Regions from separate parts of the Zea mays genome. Here region 2 is linked to region 1. A link is a contact called in public Hi-C data. All regions are on one chromosome and are shown on one strand. The core of a region is the stretch at or near the end of the contact, and the rest is flanking DNA. Distances in the headings are between cores, read along the strand shown. Region 1 holds the start of LOC100274357 (Protein ABA DEFICIENT 4 chloroplastic). Region 2 has its middle 28 kb from the start of LOC100272600.

What was found. Hi-C and Micro-C count contacts between places; a contact is called where the count stands out from the background.
Region 2: a contact with region 1 is called in a Hi-C map of tassel, with 3 times the contacts expected there. The contact joins the enhancer-like site here to the promoter of LOC100274357 in region 1. A contact is called at or near these places in 2 of 25 Hi-C or Micro-C datasets (ear and tassel).

The regions. Positions count from the first base shown.
Region 1 is chr3:23,439,502-23,443,734 of Zm-B73-REFERENCE-NAM-5.0, forward strand. LOC100274357 (Protein ABA DEFICIENT 4 chloroplastic) reads left to right here and starts at 1,786. Exons shown (of 5, transcript NM_001148717.1): 1 at 1,786-1,882; 2 at 1,981-2,170; 3 at 2,252-2,352; 4 at 2,458-2,586; 5 at 2,675-3,071. The coding sequence starts at 1,832. The coding sequence ends at 2,782.
Region 2 is chr3:23,802,271-23,806,503 of Zm-B73-REFERENCE-NAM-5.0, forward strand. No RefSeq gene overlaps it. Among protein-coding and RNA genes, the nearest start is that of LOC100272600, 28 kb to the right of the region's middle. Within about 2 kb of position 1,806, at least 18 of the 20 cell types and tissues checked have an H3K27ac peak or open chromatin away from gene starts, as enhancers often do. A contact at or near this core is called in ear and tassel, where this site is marked.

The DNA.
Region 1 (4,233 bases), core at 536-3,035:
ACCATGTAGATGACAAGTGCTTATACGTGTTTACTATGCCGCTGGAACTTATATTTTTAATATATTAACGACCTTAAATTTTAAAAATATTAAACTAGAAAATTTTAGTTCTATAATCAAGATACATGATGTTTTATATAAAAATCATATTTATTCAACGTCGTATGATAAAGATATGATTTTTTTCAAGAGACTTGCCATGATATTCGTGTTGGTATGATAAAATAATACATTGACCTTAAAAAAATAGTTCCTCCATTTTTTTTATTTGTAGCGGTTTAGTTTAAAAGTAAACGACAAATATTTACCACGTCACAACATAATTTTATCAAGCCATGTGCGTTGGCGCAATAAAGAAGTTAACAAAATAAAAAAGAAAATAAGTAGAAGTTAATTTTAAAACAAAAGTTATCAAAAAACTAAAAAATGAAGAAAAATTTTCCAAGAGCGGATGCAGTAGCTATGACAAGACTGGACATACCACATGGAAGAGACGCATACGTGGCCAACGTGCGACAGTTGTGAGGTATTCATGCGATGGGTTTGTGATAGATAACTATCCGCTTGAGTCTATTTATTTTAAACTAGGTATATTTGTAACTGAGGTCTTCTCTCCTTCTATATATATATATATATATTTTAAAATATTTTGATTCAAACAGTGTGTTGCTTAAAAAAACAAAAAAAAATTTGTAAACTAAACCAACTAGTAAAATGTGATACACAAAAACCTTCTGAGGTCCTGGGGACAAATTTGTCTAGAGTTAACAAAAGTTCCAAACGTTCTTCCCGTATTGGAAATCATATTCCTGGACTGGGCGGCGACGTGTCGAGGCGGAAGCGCCGCGCCGGCGGCGAAGAAAGGGGGCAGATTGACAGGGTGGGTGGGTACGGGCGTACGGCTATCGCTTCGCCCCCTGCACATCCGCACATGGGGGTGCGTGGCTTTGCTTGACTCGTGATTAGAGACGTCAACGGGGACCCGATACCCGCTAACTCGTGGGAAATTTCCCTATTAGGGTATGGGTATGAGACAAAATTTGTCCCCATAGGTATGGACATGGGACAAAATCTCTACCCATTGGGTAAACGAGTATGAGTTTGGGAAGCAATAATCCAAACCCGATTACCCATGGGTATTTCATATGTGTACATCTATCCTATTTGTATGAATGAGTTGAGGCCGAGTCGACCATCAAACCTAGCAGACTCCATTTCTTATATTGGTCCCAAAGTACTGATTTCTTTTCTGATGGATGGATGAATGAATCATGGTTCATGGATGAGTGTTTGTCGATGTGGTGATGTATAAAATCTAGATAGTTTGTGCTAGATGTTAGTACCTAGTTATCCCTTAATTGGGGATGGGGACCCATTGGGGACCCGAAACCCAAATGGGGATGGGTATGAGATGGATTTTGTACCCATGATGGATATGAGTATGGGTATAGGGATGTACCAAATATGATGGGGATGAGTCTGAAATGCTATAACCCGGTGGGGAATTATGCATTGACATCTCTACTCGTGATGGAATGGAGTGGAGTCAGCGCCAGCACGACGCTGGATTGGTGATTGGTGGCGGTGCGGAGGACGGTGCGCCCGCCCACGCGTCGAGCGCCACAGACCCGACGCGCCCGGCATGGCAGGGCAAGGCAGCCGCACGAGCCGCTTCTAGCCTGCTGGTCGGAGTCGGAGGGCCGGGCCAGGGCTGGGTGTGGTCGCCACTGTTCCAGAGTGCCCAGTGGTGCCGCCTGCCGCGGTAGTACAAACTACAAAGGCAAAGGGGACTCCCCCGCGTCCGCTTCCCTCGCCCCCCCAGTCCCCAGACATGGCGCCCTGCGCGTCCCCGTCCGCCCTCGCGCTCTCCGCCAGCACGCGGGTAGGTCGCCAGCCCCAACAACGGCGAGAATTCGCCACTACCCTCTCGTGTCTGCCGTGCGCAGCTGGTTGATTTGCTCTGCATCTGCCTTGCTGCAGGTCAGCATCCTCCGGCTCCCGCTGGCGCTGCGGCAGCGGGCGGAGGCGCGCGTGCCCGGCGCCCAGTTCCGCCCGTCGACCGCGTGCTCCTGGGCGCGCCCCTTGCTGCCCGAGCTCGCGGGGGCGGTCCCTCGTGCCGGCGCCCGCGGCACTGGCAGGAGGACGCAGCCGCTGTTCCGGCCTCGCGCATGTACGCTCCCTTGAACAGTTCGATTTTTCTCATTCTTCGAACTGTCTGTGAAATTGACCTGGCTGAAATTGACATTGACAGTGACGACGACGTCTCAGATTGCCAGCTGCGCCTTCACCCTGGGCACGGTCGCCGTCCTCCCCTTCTACACCCTCATGGTCGTCGCCCCCAACGCCGACATCGTGAGCCATCTTCCTCCGTCATTCACAACTTAATAACTCAAGGCATGGAGCTCTCTCGTCAGTGGTCACCACCTCATGTCCTCATCTCCCTGCTCCTGCGCGCAGACCAAACGCACCGTGGAGAGCGGCGCTCCCTACGTCGCCCTGGGCCTCCTCTACGCCTACCTGCTCTACCTGTCCTGGACCCCCGACACCCTGCGCGCCATGTTCGCTAGCAAGTACTGGCTCCCTGAGGTACTGTGCTACGCGTTGTCCCAATGTTCTGCTGCTGTTAGCTGCTGCTGCTAGCTGCTCACAGAGATGGGATGGGACGACTTGGCAGTTGGCGGGCATCGTGAGGATGTTCGCGAGCGAGATGACCGTCGCCTCCGCGTGGATCCACCTCCTAGCAGTCGACCTCTTCGCGGCAAGGTCAGGCACGCACCACTGAACCAACCAACCAACCAAGTAGCAGTGCTGGGACTGAGGGGGACGCGTCGCGCGTTTTGGTTTGGGTTTGCAATGCAGGCAGGTGTACCACGACGGCCTCAGGAACAACGTCGAGACCAGGCACTCTGTCTCGCTGTGCCTGCTCTTCTGCCCGGTTGGGATCCTGGCTCATGTGCTGACCAAGGTACTGGCAGGGGCAGTTGCCCGCTCACACTGATGATTGCAATTGGGTGGTTGTATTGTATCTAGGATTCTTCCATTGTTACCATGTGGAGATGTGGATTGAGCGGAATTGATAGGGTTTACCGTTTGATTCACCAAATGTAACGTAAATGATAAGAGTAACGATTCACACTCGAATACCGGTGGTAATAAATTTAAATAAGGCGGTATCCATTTATAATACGGTTGGACTTAAACAAACGTTAAATCGTTATACTTTGGTAACGTAATGGTAACCGATAACGTTAAATCATGTTTGTTTAAGTCCAACCGGTATCGATATCATACTACAAATGTATACCGTCTTATTTAAATTTATTACTACCAGTATTCGAAGGTGAATCGTTACCATTACTATTTACGTTACATTTGATGAACAAAATAAATCCCAAACAAGTTAAATTTTTTAACTTTTTCTAATTCTATTCAATCTATATGTAATAGGAATAACCGAACGAGCCGGTTTTATATGATCTGGATATGAATAAAACTGGTTTAACGCACCGATTCTTGCCATGTGGGCTCGCCTATTTTTTTTCAAAAAACAAAAATGCTGACAGCTGAATTCACTTACGGGATCCATTCATTTTTGAGTAATTAGAATTTATTTAATAAAGTAATCTATTTAGTTTGAAATTTAACTTTTCATCACTTTTTCAAAATTTAGATATAAGTCTATCTCAAATTTATGTGATAAAAGATCAGAAATGATTTTTTATAAGTAGAATTTGTTTTTACTCTATAATTTATAGAACGCTCTTCAGCTCACTCCTCTATAATAAAAATATAGCACATAAATATCTTCAATATCTTTCTACCAATATTATACAAATATATTTTATATAAAATCAAATTAGATTAATTAATATATGCTTAAGTTACTACTAAAATGAATTCAATTCTAAGGATTCAAACATGACTTTATCGTCTAGGAATTTATAGTATACTATTTTAGTGCCCGTGCGTTGCAACGGGAACATATAATACTATGATAGTTATGAGAAAATAGTTCTTTTAGAAGAGCAACTTCAGGATCCACACATTTAGTTGCTTTCCAAATTTTTAGCAGCAAAAGTACTTTTCAGCAAATAAACCAAACACAACCTTGGTTACCTGTCTTGTGTAGATTTAGTCATGGTCGTTTCGGATCCAGCTCAATTATTGAAGCATCAAATTTTATTGGCCACTTCATATGCATATTAATCGCTCAATTATTCGGACCCACACATC
Region 2 (4,233 bases), core at 556-3,055, 360 kb after region 1:
GCAACAATATGCACACAAGCAAAAAGAGAGAGCACATGAATCAAAACGATAGAGTTATAGCTCAAGAGTGTGCGCAAATATCTCTCCAACAAATCAACAGCGTGGTCGCAAAGGTTCAAAGTTGTAGTGTGCTCAAAAGGTGCTGGGGTAACAGCTCCATGCGCCTAGGGGGTCCTTTTATAGCCCAAGGGACCTAGGAGCCGTTGGAGCTCCATTTGGAAGGCCCTGGTTGCTTTCGTCCGCGGGTGCACGGTATTGTCTTTTACATGAGTAATTTATGGAACTAAACTTAATCTATCATTTCATTGTGGGATTTATCATTAATTGTGATTAATTATTTAATTGGTTGATATCTACTTATACTTAGTAACTGCTAATAAAATTTTGATCAACTTATTAAAAGTGATGCTAGCCTTAACCACTTTTTCCTTGGTAAACCTTACACTTCACATGAGCCCCCACCGTAAGTGAGCTCATGCATATTATTGCCCACAACTTGTTGAGCGATGAACGTATGTGAGCCCACTCTTGTTAAACTCACACCAGGTCAAGAATATGTACTGCAAAATGAGGAGCATGAAGAATGCTACGATGAATTTGTGAGAGGTATATGTTGTCGTCTCCCAGTCAACTATGATTGCGAAGGATAGTTGTCGTTATATGATGCAATTATTTAGCTATTTTATATAGACCCCTATTATATAATAAAGATGTGACATTGATTTATATATCATAAGTTATCATATATGTGAGACTTGATACTATCACACATTTGAGATGTGACAAAGAGACAATTATGATCTATGAGAATGTTAATATGTCTTTGGGGTAAAATGCCATTAGTAAGGGTCTACGTAGAACAAGGCGCTCATGTGCCAGAGAGAATTATTTTAGTTAGTGTCACCTCTCTACTTACGTTTTGCAGGCACTCAGACGTCGTCGACGTCGTTTCTTTTGTTGCATGTTGTACTAGTATATCAGTGTCGCAACATTTCATCCTCGCACATATGGACACTACAGAGACGTTGTGACATTGATCATCAACAAACTTGAGGAGCACGAGTGAACGTGCTGTTGCGGGGTGTGTACGGTTTCTTCCAGTATATCGATGATACACTCTTCTCTATTGCGTTGTGCATCTAATGATAACTATTAATTTGTGATACCTTTTTCCTATGATATCTTTTTCCTATGATAACTATTAATTTGCCGATGTACAGTTCGCCGAGCGTTCTTTGCCGAGTGTTACACTCGGCAAAATGTTTACCGAGTGTTTAAGGCACTCGGCAAAGGAGCTGTGTCCGGTAGTGTTTGTGATACCTTTTTCCTATGTTATATTGGTTGAATATGATAAATATACTAGTGCGTGGCTTATAAGTTCCCTGCATTCCACACGCGCGCGCTGAACAACAATACGCTGGTTCAGTTCACCCGAACTTTCCCATCAACAGGCATCAACACAAAGGCAACAAGAGGTACAGAAACCTGCAGAAAAAAAAAACACTGCATGAGTCCAGCACTCCATCTTGACATGACCATACAGAAGATCAAAATTCCAAGCTTTCGTCTCCTGATGTGCTAGGTGACTATAATAATAAACAACCCCAATACATAAATTACACAAAAACCGTAGACTATGCTCATACTTTTTAATTTACTTGGCCGGCCGGCCTCTTGAGCACCAACCACCGGCCTGTTCAAGTCTCAGCGTTAGTTCAGGAGTGAAGTGCAGTAGACAGGAAGAAAAGGAATGGGAAAGCTAGCTAGATTATTACAGTAGCTCACTAGCTACTAGCTATAGCTATAGCTCTAGCCCTCGATCGTTCGTTGCTTGAGCCTGTGAAACTCTCTTTGCGTCGTCTTGACCACACTGGTGGTGGTCTGACGGCCGGAATTCCCCACGTTTGCTTTGACGACGACCACGCATGCATGGAGATGTTATTAGCTAGCTTTTGGATGGGGAGACGATGATAATATCTCGCAGTAAAGCAAAGCGCGGCATTAGCCGAGATCGAGACGCACTTTTGATTGTGAGCACCATAATAAACTAACCACGCAGAGAGTTCCGCCTGTCTCGGCGCGCTGTCCTTCGACGACGAGACCGGGCATGCACGACCCGAGGAAGCACGCGAGCTCCTCACCTGTGATGTGAAGACTGCAACGGGATTACGCAACGGTGACACGACGACACAACCCGGCCGGTAGTGGTGCACTAGTGCAGTGCAGTGCAGGACGAGATGGTCACTACTGGCCTGGTGTGCTAGGATTTGACGACACGATGAGCTGTGACAAAGAGACCTTTATTTGGTTCTCATGTGGGTCCAGGACTGGACGACGGCACTGGCATGGCATGGATAATGGATTGGTGTCACTGGCATGGCCGCACGCCGATGGAGCTGTCCCTGGTAGCCCCGTGCCAAGCCACGCACTGTTCAACGCCATGGCGTGGAACGGTGTCGTTTTCGTCAACCACAAGATTGGGCCGTCCTCACAGCCAAGATAAGGGAAGGATGGAAGAATAACAAACAAAGACGGCCGGCCGGAGACTCTCCGATTGCCCAAGCCTAAATGCCCAAGCATGTGGTCTCTCCATGGAAACAAAAGCCCACTGGGCCACGCACCAGGCACCACCTCAGAACCAAGTGGCCTTGCCGTCGAAAGTAGCGCGCTAGCGAGCATGCAAAATAGCATTTGGACAGTGCAAATTGACGTGCACTAACAACCATGACTGAGCAGTAACGGATAAGGAGAGAACAGAAAGAAAATTGACATGCACTAGGTAGAACACTGGGTATACACAAACATCCAAATCCATCGGCAATGTTTTTATGAATACCGAGCTCGTTAACTACCCCCTTCATACATCATACACATATATCAGCCACGTGTAAAAGGAGATTGAAACTATGGAGATGGCAACTGAGTACATATCCGATGGGTATTGTCATATTATCTTATACCCGTTTCGTGAATAAAACTCACAATAAAACTCACGTCCGCTAAAAAAAACTCATGCCCGTGGCCGGATACAAAGTTATGCTCATACTCGTGCCAGTGTAGGTAATGTGTACCTGCAGATTGCCCGTGCCCAATATTTCGTAATATATTCTTTATAACTAGACACAATACGATTCTAATTATTTGATAGATTAAATCGGGAATAAGATCATACATAAACAAATTATATATGGCCAAACTACATAGTTCATTGACATATCACAATCACAAGTTCATAGCCTTACCATATCACTTACTACCGGAATCAGCTTCTTTGCCGAGTGTCTGGAGCACTCGACAAAGCCTGAAAAACACTCGGCGAATGCTTTGCCAAGTATTACACTCGACAAAAAAAAGTTCGGCGAACTGTACATCGGCAACGGCTTATTTGCCGAATACTTTTTATCGGGCACTCGGCAAAGACGTTTGCCGAGTGTCGCAAGGTACTCGGCTAAGATTTCATGTGCACGCCTGCTAGGTTTCTACACATAGTGTGTGACAACTTTCTCGAAACATTCTCAAATTTTTTATCATAGGCTCTACATATGATAACGTGACATGTGGACAAGTTTCATGATTTTCTGACTTTGTTTGTGTTTTGTACAAGTTTTAAACAACTGGATGACAAGTTCACGTCATGTTTCGTGAGCATGGTGCTCGAACATTCCGGTTTACTCCTGAAATCGGCCATAACTTGTGCTAAATAACATGAATATCATTTTTGCACTCATGGTTTTCCATTTTTCGTGTGACTTGCAGTTCAAATATGAATTATCTGAGGAAATACAATTAAACGAATAAAATCTAATATTTATAACAAACACTTTATAATTGTTCCAAAAATGGAACATGTAGGTCTACATAGTGTAGGAACAAACCATAAAAAGTTTGGTTGGAAAAAGAAAAAAATGAAAACTGTAAGAAAAATGGACCCCGGGCCATTTGGCTAAATGAGTTTTGGTATTTGATGATTAACACAACCTGTGAACTAATGGATTTGCTAGTGTTTATGTTTATAGTTCACATGATGCGAAGATGATTGGACTAAGACACTGAGGATGCAACACCTCAAATGAAGACATAAAAAGAGCTTAGAAGTCCAAGACTCAAGACCAAAGGAGCCCAAGAACAAAACACAGAAGACCTAGAAGATGGGCTGTCAACTGGCGCACTGGTGGCACACAGTTGGCTCACCGGTGGCACACAGTTGGCGCACCGGTGGCACACAGTTGGCTC